2 separate regions of the Sus scrofa genome follow, and region 1 is linked to region 2. Evidence: chromatin contacts called from public HiChIP or PLAC-seq data. All regions are on one chromosome and are shown on one strand. Each heading gives the region's core, a stretch centred on a gene start, on an enhancer-like site or on the middle of the called end of the contact. The rest is flanking DNA. Distances are from core to core; before and after follow the strand shown. Region 1 holds the start of CBX5 (chromobox protein homolog 5). Region 2 holds the start of LOC102167757.

Evidence for each region. HiChIP or PLAC-seq counts read pairs in DNA pulled down with a chosen protein or histone mark.
Region 1: a contact with region 2 is called in an H3K27ac HiChIP or PLAC-seq map of skeletal muscle. The contact joins the promoter of CBX5 here to the promoter of LOC102167757 in region 2. A contact is called at or near these places in 1 of 47 Hi-C or Micro-C datasets (embryonic fibroblasts) and 1 of 2 datasets of contacts at active chromatin or transcription factors (skeletal muscle).

What each region holds. Positions count from the first base shown.
Region 1 is chr5:19,483,027-19,485,909 of Sscrofa11.1, forward strand. CBX5 (chromobox protein homolog 5) reads right to left here and starts at 1,501. Exons shown (of 5, transcript XM_021091740.1): 1 at 1,347-1,501. HNRNPA1 (heterogeneous nuclear ribonucleoprotein A1) reads left to right here and starts at 2,151. Exons shown (of 9, transcript NM_001077218.1): 1 at 2,151-2,165; 2 at 2,711-2,827. The coding sequence starts at 2,151.
Region 2 is chr5:19,207,657-19,210,595 of Sscrofa11.1, forward strand. It overlaps LOC102167757, which reads right to left and starts at 1,393. Exons shown (of 3, transcript XM_021091736.1): 1 at 1,379-1,393; 2 at 934-1,010; 3 at 1-92.

The sequences.
Region 1 (2,883 bases), core at 251-2,750, 280 kb after region 2:
AAGTATCACCCTCCTTAAGCAACTTCCTTTTTATCCAAATCCAGATATCCTTAAAGGAACAGCAGAAAGAAGGCCTAAGAAGATCTGTAACAATGTAAAGAGATATATATATATGGAGGAGAAAGTTCCTCAGAGCAGAGCCTAAGATAAAGGAATTGGACAATGCTTGTAAAGCACTTAACATCATGACTATCAGTACTCAAAAAAAAAAATTATCTTTTTAAAATTTGTTTGTTTAAACCAAGAATCGCTTTAGTTCTTAACTGAAAAACAGCACCTTTTTGAGGTGTAAGGAGGTGGTGAGAAGTACTTGACTATAACTGAAAACACAAAAACAACGAGCTTTTAAATTTATTTTTAATTACAAATTATTATCCCTGCAAAAATGTAAACACTGGAGATGCGATGTGTCTCCAACCCACTGTATCCCTAGAGGTTAACATATTTTGCTATGCAGTTTTCCGAAACATTTCCTATGGGTTCACAAATATTTCTTTGTCTGTGGAAATATGCATTACTGTTATTTTGTAGACTCTTCTTGGGTGCTATTCCACAACAGTACAAATAAATTCTATTTGTTCTAACATTTCAAGGCAGTCTTCCTAAAGAAGCGAGTTTTCCAGTCATGTCTTTGACATCCCTTGTTCCCCTCCAAAACCTAAAGTGCTGGATGGTGAGATATACCGTTGTGGGGGGGAAAGAGCCAAAACCGAGGAATACAGGACCAAACTTAACAGCTTTCCTACCAGAGAAGTGTGGCACGGAGGCCCACAGGTTTTGTTAAAGTCATTGTGAATAAAATAGCCCCTACGCGCCATCACAGGCATTGAATCCCCTTCCTCGCATCCCCAAATCTAAGACCTCCCTCTTTTGGAGCGCTGATTGGACGAACAGCCTGAGCGCTTTCCAGAGGCTGCTCGCCTACTGGCTCCCGATTTGGTCCATCCACCTAACCGCCCAACTCCCGCATCCCCCATTGGAGTCAAATCGTGGCCTCTTGGAGGAGCCCAACCTACCGCGCGCTTCGTGCTCATTGGCTCAGTGAGATGCTGCTCAGGAGGAGAAAGCCCGCCTCCCACATACCGATGGCCCAAGGACCGATGAGTCGGCAGCTAAGGACAGCCCCAATTGGCCTATACACTCGCCAGTCAAACTCTTCCGCTGCAAAGCTCCACAGAACCTACGGGGATAAAACATCCCGCCCCCGTTCTTCCATTGGTTGGCCGATCTCACCGCTCCCCCTTCACGAGCCCCCACCCCGAGGTCCATTCATTTCACACAATAACGGGCCCAGTTGGAGTCAGTTCAAGACCTCGTATGGGTAGGCAAGATGGTCCGCCACTTACCGGGGGTCGAGACCGATCACTCACGCTAACGCCTCGCCTGTTCCTCTGTGGTGCGGCCGGACCACAAGCCACCGCCGCCGCCGCCTTCTGCGCAACGCCAACCGCCCGCCAAAACGGATCCTTCCCTGCGCCTGCGCGACCAATCCTGGGACCCGACCCTTTCCCCGCCCATTACGCCTGCGCAAAAGGGGGCACAACTCCCGCCACTACGCAGGCGCCTTAGGTTCGCCGCTGTCTCCTGCCCGCCATTTCACGTGTTGCAAGCTCCGGGCGGAACTTCTTAGCGCGCCTGCGTAAACTCGCCATTTTACTACACATGCGCTCAGCAGGCGATCTTGCCCCCGCCCCCGTTCCGCCAAATTGTCACATGCTAGCTACTTTTTTGATACATAGTATTAAAAATGCTTTGACACAGGCGTTGAATATTCCGGACATAGCTAATTAAAAAGTTATCTCAATACCCGAAATAATTCAAATATGAATCATTGGTTGACCAGCCAATCAGTCTAGTTAAGAATAATATTACTTAGGAACCAATGGACCGGGAGGGGTTGAGACTGCGTAGAACGCCCAAACGGATGACGTTACACAGCAACGCATACGAGAGACCAATAGTGGGGGAAAGCTATGTCAAATATCCAATCAGAGCTACTCAGGGGCGGAGTCTACCAATGCCGAACGCGAGGAGGCGGGATAAAAAAGCGAGGCCGAAGGTAGGCTGGCAGACTCGTTCGTTAGATTACTCCTTTCTGCCCCCGGACGCCGCCGAGTAAGCATCGTTGTAACCTCCTCCCCACTACCGTCATGTCTAAGTCAGAGGTGAGTGAGACTCTTTTTTCATCTGCGTTTTCTTCTTCGCCGCTTGCTGAGTTTGGTAGGGTGCAGTCTGGTTTGGCTGCTTGCACCAGCCTTTTCGGCAGTTCTTCGGTCGCTGCCGGGGCCTACCCCTCCCTGAGTTCAGGTCGCCATTTTGTCCTCGTCGCCATGAGGCTGTCGTCGTGCAATCCTTGGTTATCACGCTGCTCTCGTTCTTTTTTGCAATGCTCGTGGACACATTCGGTCTGTTTTTCATCCTTGTCCTAGTGGACGACTTTCTTAAAGAGTAGCTGTAGTCCAATTTTGGCGATGCACGCCCTCCCAGTCCTTTTGTTGCGCGTGCGTCGTAGGGAGAGTAAGGGGCGCATGCGCTCGCCGCTTCCCAGCCCCCAACATACCGCCTCCCCAGATGGGGAGAAGCACGTGGCTTACAGCGACCCGAGGGAACAATAAAAGCTTCGTACGTTGCTACCTGGTGTTGCTTCTTGTAGCGGGGAGCTTGTTTGCGTTATAGCCCTATTTAACGCTTTTTTTGCCCCTACTTCTAGTCTCCCAAAGAGCCCGAACAGCTGCGGAAGCTCTTCATCGGAGGTTTGAGCTTTGAAACAACCGATGAGAGTCTGAGGAGCCATTTTGAGCAATGGGGAACGCTCACAGACTGTGTGGTAAGACTTGGAAGAGACAAAAGGCCTTAGAGCTAGTTGTTTTTCTTGGCTTATCT
Region 2 (2,939 bases), core at 143-2,642:
GGAAGCCGAGGAGCAGGTAACGAAGGCGCTTCCTGAGGCGGGATTGGACCAAGCCAGAGGGACCGAGGCTTCCGGGGTCTCTGCCCAACGCCCTGGAGGGGAGAGAAGGTAGGGAGATCAGCGCCTGCCTGGCCTGGCAGAGAGGCCTCGGGGGAATGTTGAACCTGTATTTGATTTCAGGCTCACACTCATGTTGTGAGTCTGTCTGCCTCCGGAGATGCGGGTTGCCTGTCTGTGTCTGTCTGTCCGTCTGAGACGTCTCAAACCCTAGGCTGTCCTTCCAAAGGCTGAAAAAATCGGGAAAATTTGTCGGAATGTGCACTTTCATTCATTGGATTCTCTGCACCTCAGTGGGGCTGGTTGCCGCGCCCCCAAGTTGGAAGGGAGCTTTCCTCCTGCTTTCTGGATGCCAGATCTTCCTCTAGTTCGCTCCGCCATGGGCCGAGTTTCCGGCTCCAGGTTCGCCGGTTGCCCTGAGGTTTGAGGCCAGACAGCTCCTAGTCTGGCAGGGAGGGCGGGGGAGAGACTAGCGGCTCTGGCCCCTTAATTGTACTTCGGACCCGTATTGTCTCTCCTTTCGCCACCTCGGCTGGCTCCCTCAGTCTGGGCTCCAAAGTCACTGCAAATTTTCTTGCGACACACACCACAGCACACAAAGATCAGGTAACCAGGCGCCCAGGGCCAAGGGAGGCTCCCGGCGGAGAGCACCCCTAGCTCTGGGGCCGCTCCCCCTCCAGCCACTCCTCAGGCTGGGAAACCAGACCGTGTTGGGGGAGCCGGAAATAGCCCCGTTTGCTGCGGGGCGGCAGGGCAGGGGGCCGGCGGGAATGCAGGCCGTGGCGTTGAGAGGGCCACGTTCACAGGCCCTAGGGGTTTTGCTCCTGCTGGGCTCAGGAGCCGGACTCCTGGTGTGTAGGGATCCCGAATACCCACCTGGGGTGGGGGCAGGACGCGGGTCTCCTCGCGGCAGGCCAGGAGAATTCAGCGTCTGCTTCCAGCGCAGGCCTTTGCTAGGAGGAGTTGTGCGTGTGGGTGTGTTTTTCCCAACAAAGAGGGATCAGGAGAGAAAAGGGGGGAAAGTAGAGGGGAACCAAGGAGGGGGCGGGGAGGAGGAGAGGGCAGCCGAGAGGTGAACTGAGCCCATTTCAGGGGGAGAAGGAAAATGAAAGCAAATGGAGCACGCCCGGCCTCCTCCGCGCAGGCGGGTGCTGGCGAGCCGGGAGCGGGCGCCCTGCCTGCGGCGGCGGGGATGGCCCCGCTGGGGGACCGGGAAAAGCCTGTCTTAAATTTAATCCGAACTTGACGGTGTGGATTGAACCGGAGGGAATTGAAATCGCTGAAAGGGAGGCGCAGGGCCAGGGGAGGGGATGACTCTAACCTGTCCGTCTTTCTGTCTGTCAGTCTTTCCCACGGTGGTGCTAGCTTGATTGTGGTCTCAGCTGTCCAGGTCTGAGGTGCTGCAGTAAAGGCGCCCCTCCCCCTGAGGGGGCTCTCCTGCGCTCAGTGCACTCTTTTGGGGTCAGAGGAGAGCTCTAAGAACCAGACTGAATGCAGAGCTGCTAGCTACAGCTGGGGTTTCCCCCCCCCCCATCCCCTACAGGGATTCCCAGTGGCCTCCAGTCCCTTGGCTTGCTCCATTGGTGCTGGGGAAAATTGAAGGGAGTGGCGGGGGTGAGAGGAGTCTGGGGATCTGGCAGGAGACCCAGCAGGCATCACTGAACCTGGGAAGACAACCCCCTCCTTCTTGGTGCCCCCACATCCTTTGTGCCCCCCACATCTACAGGCCTGGATTTGGGGGAAGCCTGAAGGTCTGCTTCAGAGCCCTGACCTGCCACCCCGCCACCAGACGCAGGGAACCGGTGGTACAACCCACACACGCAGTGGTGGAACCCGAGGGACTTCAGCCTGGTGGCCTGGTGAACTCAGGGACTCCCAGCCCCTTCCAGCCCCCCTCCTTCAGGCTGCCTCTCCCTGCAAAGGCCTAGGCAAAACGGGGCGGCGTTGGTGGGGAGGGGGCTGTGGGCGAGGCCTGCTTCCTGATCCACAGCTGTGTCTGCGCCTGAGTGGGGAGGGTCTGAGTTCACGCTCTGAACCGGAGGTGACAATCTCCCCTCAGTTTCACAGAGAATTTGAAGGCATGCAGCAGAGAGCTGGGCCTGGTGATCTCGGCTGCCCCGTGGCTGCCGCCTCTGCCTCCGGGTGGGCAGGGAGGGTGGGCAGGCTGCTCAAGAGTTGAAAAGAAGGCAGTGGCCGAAGGGGGTAGGAGAGAAAGGGGCATCTGTTTACAGCCACTATGCCTGGGGGGCTCTCCCAAATAGTGGAGGCCCATGGAGAGGGGCTTTAGGGGCGTCTTTCTTCTAGGAAAACTGAGGTTGGGGTAGATGGGCCCTGTTGCCTGGTGAAGACTCCAAGGAGGAGCGAGCGTGAAAACCTCCTTGGTCATAGCTTTGCTCCTTGACGAGAGTGTGGCTCAGTCCCCAGCTGCCTGGGCGGCTGTCTGGGCCGAGATAGGGTTCGATATCCCCGGAGGCCTGGTGTACCCACCCCAGCAGGTCGCCAGGGAGGGGCAGGAGAGGAGGCCTCTTCCTCCTTTGTGTCCGGAGGCGCGGAGCCGGTCCCGCAGCAAAGGCCCGGCTGCACAATGCCACGGCTGCTCGGCCAGCCCGCGCCCTGCCCCGTCTGCCTGCCTGTCGCCGCCCTTCCTCCGGCTCGCTCTCTGCATGCCTTCCTTTCCCTGCTCTCCTCTCGCTCTTCCTCCTGCATCCCCTCTCTTCTGTAATCCTCCCCTCCCTCTGCCTTGTATCCTAATCCTTCGTTTTCTTCTTTCCTGCCCTCCTTCCTTCCTCCCTTCCTCTCTATGGGCCTGGCGCCGTGCTTCGGTCGTACTCTCTCAGGCTGTCTCGGGCTGTCTCTCTCAGGCTCTGTCCCCTGATGTCCTC